3 separate regions of the Sus scrofa genome follow, and all the other regions are linked to region 2. A link is a contact called in public Hi-C and HiChIP or PLAC-seq data. All regions are on one chromosome and are shown on one strand. Each heading gives the region's core, a stretch centred on a gene start, on an enhancer-like site or on the middle of the called end of the contact. The rest is flanking DNA. Distances are from core to core; before and after follow the strand shown. Region 1 has its middle 29 kb from the start of RUBCNL. Region 2 holds the start of LRCH1 (leucine-rich repeat and calponin homology domain-containing protein 1). Region 3 overlaps LRCH1 (leucine-rich repeat and calponin homology domain-containing protein 1).

Region 1 (4,566 bases), core at 887-3,386, 60 kb before region 2:
ACTGGGAATTTGGGGTTCATAGATGCAAACTATTGCCTTTGGAATGGATAAGCAGTGAGATCATGCTGTATAGCACTGGGAACTATGTCTGGTCACTTGTGATGGAGCAGGAGAATGTGAGAAAAAAGAATGTATACATGTGCGTGTGACTGGATCACCTCGCTGTGCCGTAGAAAACTGACAGAACACTGTAAACCAGCTATCATGGAAAAAATTAAAATCACTATAAAAAATAAAATAAAATAAATAAAAAGTAAAAAATCCTGAACACAAAAAAAGGAAAACCCATGTTCATACAAAGATACGAACATGAATATTCAAAAGAGCTTTAATTGTATAAACTAAAAACTAGAAACAACCCAAATGTCTACCAACAGAAGAGATAAAGAGAGATCTACAACCACGGTATATCCACAACGGAAAACGACTCAGCAAAAAAGCGAAAGGGGCAGGGGGTGGAGTGGGGAGACAGAGAGAGAAGCAAACAAAGACAAAGCTATCTGATACACGCTCCAACATGAATGAGTCAATCGCAATTAATTAGGCCAGTTCTCAAAATAAGGAACCCAGGTTTGAAAAAAAAAAAAAAAAAGAGTACACACTGTATGATTTCATGTATATAAAATTCTAGAAAATGCAAACTAATTTATGGTGACTGATCTGTAATTGCCTGGGAAGGACAGATGAGGGGGTGAGGAGACGGGTTACAAAGAAGCAGCGGGAAATTTCAGGGCGATGGGCGTGCTTCTTAGCTTGATGGTGGTGATGCTTTCAAGAGGTGTACATGTGTGAAAACTTATCAAACTATGCGCTTTAAGTATGTGAGGCTTAGGGAACACCAATTATCCTTCAATAAAGTTGTTTTTAAAAGCTCCATGCAGGAGTTCCTGTCTTGGGTCAGCGGGTTATGAACCTGACTAGTGTCCAGAAGGATGAGGGTTTGATCCCTGACCCTGCTCAGTGGGGTTAAGGATCCGGTGTTGTGTAGGTTGGCAGTTGCAACTCCAATTTGACTCCTAGCCTGGAAACTTCTATATGCCACAGGGACAGCCTTTAAAAAGCAAAACTAAATAAACAAATAAATAAAAGCTCTGTGCACATTTCAATCCTGTATTTACTGACTCTGCTAGAGTATTTGAGAAATCTGACAATGTCTTTTTTATTTGTTTTTGTTTTTGTTTTTTTGTTTTTTGTTTTTTTGGGTTTTTTTTAGCCTCATCATGACATGTGGAAGTTCCCAGGCCAGATAGGGAACTTGAGCCACATTGGTGACAACACTGGATCCTTAACCCACTGATCCACCAGAGAACTCCCAATTTCCTCCTTTCTGCTGTGTCTCTCTTCCCAGGCTCTCCTAATTTCTTCCTGCCACACTACACGTACTGGAAAGGCCATAGCAGTAGCTGTACAGATGAGATCAGAGTCTGGCCTGTTGACTTTAAACATACAGACCTATTTTCCTACTGTCATCAGGAGCAGTCGCAATAATCACAGAAATGCAGAGAGACTTCTCATCAACCTGCAAATCCAGATGTCTCAACAGAGGAGTTCCCGTTGTGGCTCAGTGGTTAACGAACCCAACTAATATCCACAAGGACATGGGCTCGATCCCTGGGCTCACTCAGGGGTTAAGGATCTGGTGGTGCTGAGAGCTGTGGTGCAGACATGGCTCGGATCCCGAGTTGCTGTGGCTGTGGTGTAGGTCAGCAGCTATAGCTCTGATTCAGCCCCTAGCCTGGAACTTCCATATGTCACAGGTGCAGTCCGAAAAAAAAAAAAAAGACCAGTGTCTCGATAATTACTTTTGTATTTCCTGGCTGCTATGATACCAGAAAGGGGGATAGATTAGTGTATTGGGGGGATATTTAATCATTTTTATCATGTGTAAGTGACTGCTTTTATAAAATAGGGAAGTAAGGAAAGACGAAAGTTTCAAGAACCAGCTCCCAATTAACCCAACAGCCCTTCCTGTGCCCCTTAAAGCTGCAGAGGTAAGGAGTTGAGGCCCAGGTGCCTGGGTAGTCATTTGGCTTTGCACCCATCACTGCAACAAACTGGTGCAAAGGGTGGGACCTGGCTGGGCCTCATTCTCCTTAGATGCTGTGTAGACACATATCTCTGGCTTGACCCCAAGCCCTATCCTCACCCGTTTAGGAAAGAAGAGCAACTTTCTCAGTCCTCATCTGTCCTGCAGCTGCTCCCATCAAGGGCTTAAAGAAATGGCAAGTGGCCAGGCTTTCAAAGGCCGCCTTGCTTACCAGACAATTGAGTAACTTTTACGAGATCTGCTGCCAACTTCTCAGTTTGCCCGATAGTGACCCAAATATGTTATGACATATGCTTATTTAATAAGTCACTCCATGTGGTTTGAATTTAAAAGAAATATACCAGACTGTGGATGTGCAGTTTTACCAGGACGCTGTAGTGCAACACCAGCCCAAGTTTCTGTCTAAACACCCAAATCACAGTTGTTAATCCCTGGAGGGGTCACATGCCTAGGAAATGACAGGCGCCTGTTTTGAGATTCTCCTTTTTTACTAAACTCAAGGTTGTCATGGGTAACAGTCAAATTTGCTGACTACTCCACTTAAATTTTTTTTTTTTTTTTTTTTTTTTTTTTTTTTTTGCTGCACCCACAGCATGGGGAAGTTGCTAGGCCACTGATCGACCCTGTACCACAGCTGTAACCAGAGCCACAGGAGTGACAATACTGGATCCTTAACCCTCTGAGCTACTAGGAAACACCCACACTTAATTTTTTTTTTTTTTTTAGGAAACTTTCTGCCAAGTTTCACTTTCAAATTGTGTCTTAATGGTAGATGTTCTTAAGCCCCTTAGTTCAAAGATCTCCTATGAATCTATTTGCTGACTTCTTCCAAATAAGGATCTAATCCCTTGCTCAGAGAGAGAGACATTCTGTACACTTATAGGTAAGAAAGTAAACGCTGTCTGATGGAACCATTGTCTAAGGACCAGGCAAATCCCACTCGACTAGGGGAATGTAGGTATGAAGAGAAAGGAGAAATACCACTGCATCCAACAGTGAAAAGGAGAATCCAGGAGCTCAGTGAGATGTGATTGCTATTAGCTCTTTGGGGATACAGAAGCCAGAGGGCCAGAAGGCACTGTCAGTTCTCTGATCTATCAAGGGGCATTTGCATCATAAATCGGTATTAAAGGAGACAGAGGTCAGAGGGACAGAACCATTTAGGAGGAAATAACAGTGATCGAAGCCAAGCAACGCCCCAAGACCCAGCTTCCCTTTGGGGGAGTCTGTTTAAAGAACAGCTTCCTCTGAGAAGTAAATAGGCAGGGCTTCCTTTTTCTGTATTAATAAGAGTCTTCGCCAGCTCTTTAAAGAGTTTCCTACCTTGAGCCTCCGAACCTCAGAACTGTGACATGTGGAAAGCACAGAAGGGCTTACTCTTATGTGGAGCAATAGCCCTGAAACTAGTTTTTAACTGCGAAATCAAAAGAGAGAGACACACACACATAAAAAGAGGAACGAGCAGGTTCTGTGGCTATATATAGCATAGCAAGTGAAATAAGCTTTACTTTAACGAAATCATCTGTCAAAAGATCATAGCTAGTAAAAAGAAACATTTTTAATGGTGTAGGGAATTGCACCACTGTAAACAGTCCAATCCGGAAAATGGAAATAATCCTTCAATAATAACTAAAATTGGGAGTTCCCATTGTGGAAACAAATCCAACTGGTATCCACGAAGATACAGGTTTGATCCCTGGCCTCGATCAGTGGGTCAGGGATTCGGCGTTGCCACGAGCTGTGGTGCAGGTTGCAGACGAGGCTCGGATCCCGAGTTGCTGTGGCTGTGGTGTAGGCCGGCAGCTACAGCTCCAATTAGACCCCTAGCCTGGGAACTCCCATGTGCTGCGGGTGCAGCCTAAAAAACACATACTCACACAAAAAGCTAAAGTCAACTGAATATTTGGCTTGTGTACCAGAATTCATTGAACTCTCTCAACACACACAACTCTTCGTTTATTTTCTACATGAGGAAGTGAAGGGAGAGAGGACTCAGTTGCCAAGGGCCCTAAGCAGGTAAGTGGCAGAGCACGGATCTAAAGGCAGCCTCAGTGACTCTCCAGCCCTCCATCCTGTTCCTGATACTCTGCAGATCCTCTGGGAGTGTGGTTGATGGTTTTGCTCATTTGTTTTCATCAGTGGCTTTGTTTTGATTATTTTATTTTAGTTCGGGACTGGGGTAGGGGTGGGGATGCCTGGTCAGTGAGAGTTGCCTGTCGAATCTAAATAATATTTAACATTCACTGAAGTGTTGTGTACACGTGGTGCACAGAAAGCTGAAATGTCCAGTTCAGGAGCAGGGCTCCCTGCCAAGGGGAGACACTGCACGACGTCATGAACGGAGCGCAGAACTGGGAATAAGGCGGCACGGTCTGGTCCTGGCTCCATTACTCATAAGCCACGTGATTTAGGGCAAGCATAACCTCTAGGTCCATGGTGTGTTTTTCTGTTTTGGTTTTTTTTAAAATGGCTTCACCCCCAGCATATGGAAGTTCTCCAGGCCAGAGATTGAATCTGAG
Region 2 (4,260 bases), core at 1,305-3,804:
GCAGAGATGTCCACCTTATTTAAAAAAAAATTAGTGAAGAAGCAAGATAGCAAGAGAAAATGGCTGTGAAGTTTCTGGAATATTTACAAACAGCCAAGATCAGTTTCAAGGGTTAGTATTCTCCCCATTTTAAGGAAAAAAATTCCTTCCTCAGGAACATCATTTAAAAGATGTGTCAATAAATGGCCACCTGTAAAACACAGGTTTTATGTCAAATGGCCTATTGTGCAACATTTAATTACTAATCATGGGGCACTCATTATATGCAAAGTAGTTTTCTGGATTCTGGGATACAGGGAGGAAGCTGTAAAAATGACTAGGTCCCTCCCTCAAGGAGTTTACACTAGAAATCTGGAGAGGGTAAAGCAAACTGGGATAACTAGGTCAACCTGACATAAGAACAGATGACTCGTTCCAAAGCAAACTCTGCCCTTATATCCCATCATTTCTTCTAAAAAAGAATCTGTGGTCTTAAGAAATTATGCTCTAGGAGTTCTCATTGTGGCTCAGTGGTTAATGAATCCGACTAGGAACCATGAGGTTATGGGTTCGATCCCTGGCCTCGATCAGTGGGTTAAGGATCCAGCATTGCTGTGAGCTGTGGTGTAGGTTGCAGATGTGGCTCAGATCCCGAGTTGCTGCGGCTGTGGTGCAAGCTGGCGGCTACAGCTCCGATTAGACCCCTGCCTGGGAACCTCCATATGCTGCGGGTGCGGCCCTAGAAAAGACAAACAAAAAAAGAAAAAAAAGGAAAAAGAAAAAGAAAAAGAAGTTATGCTCTACAGCTTGTATCACCACCATTCATGGTCTAAACAAAATTTGCAGCCTTGCAGAAGGTGTCCTCAACAGTAACCTCCATGCTGATCCCATAGACTGGCACCTGGTCTTCGCTGAACACTTTCAAAGGAAATTTGAAAATTTTCTGTGTCTTGCTTCTCACTGGCTTTTGGAGAAAAGAATAGTGAGGAAAGGGACTGGTAGGTTGCTTTTTTATAGGTACCCTTTCGTTGTCACCGTCATCATCATCATTTTCAAGCCTGGTTTTTACACATCTAGGAGGCAGAGGGGTCGAAGGCTTTGGTGAGAGAGGGTGTTTGGGGGGAGGATACCAGCAGGTGGCGCTTGTCTCCTCCTTGGAGGTTAGAAAGCTGTAATTCTAGAATCCCACAGGAGTCAAAGCGACTTACTATGCACGCAGTCAATGCCAGTGACATAGATCATGCCAGGCGTTAGGCCCCGCCTCGGGCTCAGGTCATCCTCTTTCTGCAACACCACTTAAAAAAAATGACTCCCCCGCTCCAAGCGTTGAATTATTTTCTCACTCGGCCCTCATCCTCACTTCCCCTAGCTTAAGTCGCTCAAGGGGGCGCTGCTCAAGCCTAGGGTGTAGAGCAAAAAATAAAGGCTCCCTCCCAGGGAGCTGGAGCTGGAACTTTGGGAAAGAGTGGGACTTGATCCATCTGCCAGCTGATCTGCTCTTATGGTGTCAGATGCTCTGTCACCTCTGGTGTTGCAGGCGTTGGTCTGGGCTGAACTGAAATTCGCTTGCAGGCAGATAGATGAGCTCCCATGCCCCGCAGGGGTAAGAAGAGCCCACGCGGGTACCTTGACGATACCAGTGCGCAGGCTTCAACTGTGACTGAGTTACCGGCCAGTTGGGGTCAGGGACTTTCTGACCTCTCCAGCTCCACACAGTTCCAAGCTCAGCCACAGCCAGCCCATCTTTCTCCTGTGCCAGAGGGGTCTGTCTACCATAACGCCACCTTCATTTTGAAAGTCCTTTCTTTCTGTGCCTGTGGTTTTCTGCCATCACTCAGAAAACTTTCTGCCCGGCTGCTATTTGTTTGCAGTGGGGTTCAGCCCGAGTTTACAGGAAGGAGGGCGGCCCTAGAACCTGAAGGCTCCACTTTCGAAACCAGCTCCGTCTCTGACTGCGCGGGTGACCTCAGACTAGTTTCTAAACTTCCCCTGGGGAGTGGAGAAGGCGGTTTTTCTGCTCGTGGGGTCCCTGGATTAATTGAGATCATTCCTGTAGACGACTTAGATCAGCGTCTGGCTCATTGGCGGTGCCCACCTGCCAAGGGTCCTCCGTTGGCCAGACCCCCCCACGGTGAAAAACTGCCTTCCCTGTGGGTCAAAGAACAAGAAAAATGTGCAGACTTGAGATAACTTCACCTCCCCGTGATCTCACTGTATTTCACATCCCATCTATTGGCTCGCCACTGTCTTCTCAGATCCCCTAAAACCTCTGCTTCCGTAAAGCCCTCTAAGGGGCAAAAAGAGCCCCAGAGGGACGTTCGGCATTTGAATGAAAGTGACCCCTGGGCAGGCGTCCAGCCCCGCCCCCCCGCCCGCCCCGCCCCGCCCCGCGTTCAGAGAGAAGGGCCCGGCGGCGCGCGGCGGAGGAGGGCTCGGGGCTGGGCTGGCCGCTCGCGGGAAGGAGGAGGAGAGAGCGGGCGGCGGAGGAGGGGAGCGCGCCGAGAGGAGGGAGCAGGGGCGGGAGGAGACACATGCGCGCTGCCTGCTGCCGCCGCCGCCGCCGCCGCTGCCGCCGCCGCAGTCCTTAGCTTCCCGGGGACAGGAAACCTTCGAGACCAAGCTGCCGCTGCCGCTGCCGCCTCCCCGTCTGCTCCTCGTACCGCGCGCCTGCCACACCCTCCTCCCGCTCTTGCAGCATCTTTCGGTGGAGCCCTGCAGGAACTCGGCCCGGGCAGCTGTCTCCCTTTCCCGGGTAAAGCTGTGACCCCCCCGCAGGAGCGGCGGGGCGGGGTGGGGGGGCCCGGGAGAAGATGGCGACGCCGGGAAGCGAACCCCAACCTTTCGTCCCTGCCCTTTCGGTGGCTCCTCTGCACCCACATCATCATCCCCACCACCACCACCACCACCAGCAGCAGCAGCTCCACGGAGGAACCGGAGCCAGCGGCGGGCCCGGGGGAGGCGGCGGCGGCGGAGGCAGCGGGGGCTTCAACTTGCCCTTGAACCGGGGGCTGGAGCGCGCGCTGGAGGAAGCGGCCAACTCCGGGGGATTGAACCTCAGTGCCAGGAAACTGAAGGAATTTCCCAGGACTGCGGCCCCCGCGCACGACCTCTCGGACACGGTGCAGGCAGGTGAGAGAGGGCCGTGGGCGGGCAGTGGGTGTGGGTGGCTGGTTGTCGTGCCTTCCCGGACGCGGTGGCCGGTCTGAGATCTGGCCTTGCTGGGGGTCCAGCGGCCCGTGCTCTCCCGAGGAAGGGAGCCGCGGGGGCGATCCCGCTGTGCGGCGCCGAGAGAGCGGGACTGCTCCCCGCCGCAGCGCCCACGAGCGCGGGGGTCTGCGGCTCCGCACCCGGCGGCGGCCGCTCGGGGGATGCGGCAGCCAGGCTGGGACCTGCGGGCGCGCCCCGTGCGCGCCGTGGATGTGGGAGGTTTTCGCCCGCCGCAGCTGCTTCCTGGGCCCCGCGTGGGGTCTGAGGACCCGTCCGCGGTGTCTGCACCTCCGTCCCGGGCAACTCCGCTTTACTGGGAGGCGTCGCGGCTCTTGATGGGGAACCCCAGACAAAGGTGGCGCGGCCTCCGCCGACTGGAGGGCACCGGCTCGGTGCCTCGAGACCCTCTCGGCGGCCTCGCGCAGCGATCGGGCAACTTGGTGCCGCCTGCGAGGAGGTGCCGAGGCTCCCCCTTCCTGCGCCTGTGCGAGGAAGGAGCGGCGGCGGTGGTCGGGAAGCCGAATCGCGGCCACTTGGCAAGGCGGTTGGCTGCCTAGTGCCTTGCCTCTAGCTAACCGCCCACGCGGCTTGGTTTCTGCCACCGAGGCTACCTAGTTCTCAGTAACCCAATCTTTGCGGGGGCCCTGGAGAGGACGGCCTGGCATGTTTTAAAGAAAAAAAAAGTAAAGTGAGCCGGTTTTCCTCGGTGAGCCGGGCAAGTTGTAACTCGCGCCAAGGAGCATACAGGGTTTTCAAGTTATGTCATGTGTTGACATATTTCTGAGACGTCTGCTTTCTCTTTGGTAACTGGAGTTATTGGAGCCGGGATCTATAAACAGGAAGGAAGGAGGGTGGTGGAACGCGATTCAGGCCTTGGGATCCTACAGAACGGATTCGGTTCCCAGCAGTCCAATTTCATCTCCTCGTGGGGAGGGTTTGTAGCATGGCCAGCACCTAGCATTTCCCAGAGCAATGGGTGCCCCATTTGGGAACCACTGTCCAGACTTGCTGGCTGTCATCACTTCCCGGGCCGAGTGTCAGACCCCTTGGATCCCGAATGGCCTGTGAGGTCCA
Region 3 (4,181 bases), core at 1,248-3,747, 51 kb after region 2:
TCTCCTGCCAGACCTTTTATAGGAGACTTTATCTTCTCCTGACCAAGGCTTATGAAATTCCACAGGAGTAGAATAAAGGTGAATTTTGTTTGGGGGAAGAAAAAAAAAGGCTTTACAAAAGTAAGCAGTTACTGAGTTCCCGTCATGGCGCAGTGGAAACGAATCCGACTAGGAACTATGAGGTTGCGGGTACGATCCCTGGCCTCACTCAGTGGGTTGAGGATCCGGTGTTGCCTTGAGCTGTGGTGTAGGTTGCAGATGTGGCTTGGATCTGGTGTTGCTGTGGCTGTGGTGCAGACTGGCAGCTGTAGCTTCGATTAGACCCCTAGCCTGGGAATCTTTATATGCCGCGGGTGCGGCCCTAAAAAGACAAAAGACAAAAAAAAAAAAAAAAAAAAAAAGACAAAAAAAAAAAAGAAAAATGTAACCAGTTTTGGGACTTTCAAAAAGCAGAAGTTTCAAAAAGCCATGGTTCCTATTTTCGTACTGGACTGGAAGAAGGCGGAGCTGAGACCCGAATAGTGGTGCTGGGGGAGGGGGTTTGAGTCACAGTCAGAAGCACGTCTTGAGTGCTTATTGGTTTCATTCCAAGCCAGTGTTGGGCTGGTGAAGTCTCACCTTTCCCTGCAGCTCTGAAGAAACACTATGATCCCAGGGCACGCCACCCCCCCCCAGGGTGGGGACCTGCGTCCTGTCCTGTACCCCCGAACGTTTTCTGCCTCAAAGAGGCAGCGTGAATGGTGCACTCTGATTCAGTGACAATAAATCTGAGTCTTTATTTTTCCAGAGAGATAAAAAAAATCATTTGTTATTTTGCAAGGATCCCATATCAGTTGCATTATGTCTGTTGTATGTTTCCATTTCCGTGATGGAAGATGCTTGGTGTGACCATGAATATAAGTAGGAGAAAACCGGGCATCTTTTCATCCTGCGTTTTTATCTTAAGCATATGGGTGGAAAGGAACTATTCTGAAAAACAGAGATATCTTTGTTAGTGTGTGAAAGAACGCCAGCGACTTCTAACTTGAAGTTACATTCAGATGAGACTTTAAAGGCATGAATAGACAAAGGGAATGATTTTGAGGAAGTGCCTTCTGGAGATGGTGGGAAATCCCGTTGTGGGTAGACAGGCGGCTGGTGATTGGATCAGAGCCCCTCAGATGTTGTGGTGGCAGAAGCTGGTGGTCAGACCATTAGTCCATGGTGATTGGCGCCTTGCCTGCTGGATTTGGGGGAGTGAGGGGTGCATTTGCAGTGCCTCCCACAGATGGTCATTTGTGTGCACTGTATGCAGCTCAGAACACCCGAATTTTCAAGTGGCCTTTAAAAGGTTTGCATAGACTTCATATTAATTACTCTAAGTCTAGGAAAGTTTCCAAGTTGCCTAATACAGCTGGTCCTTGTTATTCGAGGGTTCCGTATTTGTGAGTTTTCCTACCTGCTCAGATTTGTTTTTTGCCCCCAAATCAGTACTTCTGTTGCTCTTGGGCTCATTTGCAAATGTGTAGACTGGCAAAAAAATTTGAGTTGCTGGAGGCAATGCTCTACCTTCTTGTTTCAGCTCTCGATCTAAACAAGCAGCCGTTTTGCTGTGGTAACACGCTTTTTGCATTTCTGAGCTTTCCTTCACTGATTTCACTGTTTAAATGCCCCCAAGCGTCGTGCCCAAGTCCTGTCTGTGTTTCTGAGTGCAAGAAGGCTTGAGGTGCCTTTTGGAGAAACTGCATGTATCAGGCAGGTGTTGCAGGGCCGTGGGCTGTGAGTACAGTGTGGTAAGGAAGGAATCCGTATCCTGTGTCGCGTAAGGTGTTTTTAAACCAGAAACGCACGTAAAACAAGATTGCTCTGTTCAAGTTGACCTTCCAGAACAGAACACAACTAGCATATATAATGAGGATCAGCTTTATTTATTTATTTACTTTTTCTGTCTTTTTTTGCTATTTCTTTGGGCCGCTTCCGAGGCATATGGAGGTTCCCAGGCTAGGGGTCGAATCAGAGCTGTAGCCCCCGGCCTACGCCAGAGCCTCAGCAACGTGGGATCCGAGCCGCGTCTGCAACCTACACCACAGCTCATGGCAACGCCGGATCGTTAACCCACTGAGGGAGGCCAGGGATCGAACCTGCAACCTCATGGTTGCTAGTCGGATTCGTTAACCACTGCGCCACGACGGGAACTCCAGGATCAGCTTTAGATAAGAGCTTCTCTTCTCCCCCTCCCGCCCCCAAAGTTGGACAAGCGTAGTTAGAGGCCAAACCAGATGACCCTCCCCAACAGCACCCAACATTCTGGGAACCCCTGGGAGGTTTTGATCCCATGTTATAGTTGGTCTGTCACTGCAAGGGCGGATCTGTGTTGGTGTGCAGTTCCGCAACCCCAGGTACGCTAAAAGGACAGCAGAATTCGAACGTCACAGTTTTTGAGGCGGTTTCAAAGTAAGTCAGTGTCTGGTACACGCTTTCCTCCACAGGTTCCAGAAACACTGCTCTTTCTTTGTGTGCGAAGTGGCCTCTTTGGCACCTTGCTCGCGTGGTTTCCTCTGGCCTTCTTGCAGCCGGGGTGCCTCAGTTCAGCGCACAATCCGAATAAAAATAGACAGCACAGGAACTTGCCTGTCTAGAGGAAAGAGATGGTTGCAGATTTTTAGAAGGTTTTGCGTCTGAGTGGCTGATACATTACAAGCTCAAAAAAAAAAAAAAAAAAAATCCAGTTTCAGAAAATTCAAAGGAAAAATTTGTCTGTCTTTTTAGACTCCCCATGCCTTTTTCTTTTGTAATTTCACACCCCATCCCCACCCCTGAGAGAAAAAAAAGGACACAAACAAAACAGCCCTGTTCTGTGTTTTGAGGAAATGGAATGGGAAGGCTGTTTGGTTAGACAATGAATTAAAGATTCAGAACTTCCTGGATGGGCTTTTTGGAAGGGAAATGTGTGTGGCTGCAAAGCCTGAGATTCAGCTTCCACAGGACACTTGAAAAGTTTGTTCTCAGGAGCTCTCTGACGGCCTAGGGGGTTGAGGCTCCTGCATTCTCACTGCTGTGGTTCTGGTTGCTGCTGTGCGGCGTAGGTTCAGTCCCTGGCCCAGGAATTCTCACTTACTGCCTGTGTGGCAAAAAAGAAAAAAAAAACAAACAAACCAAAAAACCCCAAAAGACCAACCAAGAGAGAACCTGAAATATACGTTGCAACTCTCATTTAAAAAAAAAAAAAATTGGTGTTCTCTGTGTCAGAACCACAGGTTAACACTATGGTACATAAAACTCCAGAGCTAAACGTTGTTTGTATATATATAATATATAATGTATATTTTTTAATCTCTCTCTCTCTATTTTTTTTAGTTGTGATAAAATATATATAAAATTGACCACTTTAACCACTTTTAAGTGTACGGTTCAGCAGTGTTAAGTGTGTTCACAGGTTATTGTACAGCCAATCTCCAAAACTCTTTCATCTTGCAAAACGGAAGCTCTGTACCCGTTAGCTACTAACTCTCCACTCTCCCCACCCCTCAGACCTTAGACATCACCCTCTACTTTCTGGCTCTGGATTTGCCTGCTCTGGATGCTCCACGTAGGTGCAGTCACACAGCATTTGTCTTTGGGCGACTGGCCTGTTTCAGGGAGCGCTGCGTCTTCGAAGTTCATGCAAGTTAGAGCATGTGTCACCATCTCCTTCCTTTGTAGACCAAAGCGCATTCCCTTAGCCACGTACCCTCTATTTTTTTTTTTTTGTTTTTTTTGTCTTTTTGCTATTTCTTGGGCCGCTCCCACGGCATATGGAGGTTCCCAGGCTAGGGGTCGAATTGGAACTGTAGCCGCCGGCCTACACCACAGCCACAGCAACGCGGGATCCAAGCGTGTCTGCAACCTACACCACAGCTCATGGCAACACTGGATTGTTAACCCACTGAGCAAGGGCAGGGACCGAACCCTCAACCTCATGGTTCCTAGTCGGATTCGTTAACCACTGCGCCACGACGGGAACTCCCGTACCCTCTATTTTACTCATCTGTCCCTCTGTTGAGGGGCACTGGGGTTGCCTCTACCATTGGACTCTGGTGAGTGATGCTGCTGTGAGCAGAAATGTGCTGATACCCCTGCTTTCGATGCTTTGGGTCCATACCCAGCAGCGGCATTGCTGGATCACTGATAATAATTCTATTTTTGAACGTTTTGAGGAAGTA

Evidence for each region. Hi-C and Micro-C count contacts between places; a contact is called where the count stands out from the background. HiChIP or PLAC-seq counts read pairs in DNA pulled down with a chosen protein or histone mark.
Region 1: a contact with region 2 is called in a Hi-C map of skeletal muscle, with 2.1 times the contacts expected there. The contact joins the enhancer-like site here to the promoter of LRCH1 in region 2. A contact is called at or near these places in 1 of 5 promoter capture datasets (liver), 15 of 47 Hi-C or Micro-C datasets (alveolar macrophages, blood, brain and 5 more) and 2 of 2 datasets of contacts at active chromatin or transcription factors (alveolar macrophages and skeletal muscle).
Region 3: an H3K27ac HiChIP or PLAC-seq map of alveolar macrophages shows a contact between it and region 2. The contact joins the enhancer-like site here to the promoter of LRCH1 in region 2. A contact is called at or near these places in 10 of 47 Hi-C or Micro-C datasets (alveolar macrophages, fetal liver, liver and 4 more) and 2 of 2 datasets of contacts at active chromatin or transcription factors (alveolar macrophages and skeletal muscle).

What each region holds. Positions count from the first base shown.
Region 1 is chr11:20,963,936-20,968,501 of Sscrofa11.1, reverse strand. No RefSeq gene overlaps it. Among named protein-coding and RNA genes, the nearest start is that of RUBCNL, 29 kb to the left of the region's middle. Within about 2 kb of position 2,136, at least 32 of the 83 cell types and tissues checked have an H3K27ac peak or open chromatin away from gene starts, as enhancers often do. A contact at or near this core is called in alveolar macrophages, liver, retroperitoneal adipose tissue and 1 more, where this site is marked.
Region 2 is chr11:20,904,865-20,909,124 of Sscrofa11.1, reverse strand. LRCH1 (leucine-rich repeat and calponin homology domain-containing protein 1) reads left to right here and starts at 2,554. Exons shown (of 20, transcript XM_013980521.2): 1 at 2,554-3,108. The coding sequence starts at 2,790.
Region 3 is chr11:20,854,312-20,858,492 of Sscrofa11.1, reverse strand. All of the region lies in intron 1 of LRCH1 (leucine-rich repeat and calponin homology domain-containing protein 1), which reads left to right. Among named protein-coding and RNA genes, the nearest start is that of LRCH1, 50 kb to the left of the region's middle. Within about 2 kb of position 2,497, at least 12 of the 83 cell types and tissues checked have an H3K27ac peak or open chromatin away from gene starts, as enhancers often do. A contact at or near this core is called in alveolar macrophages and liver, where this site is marked.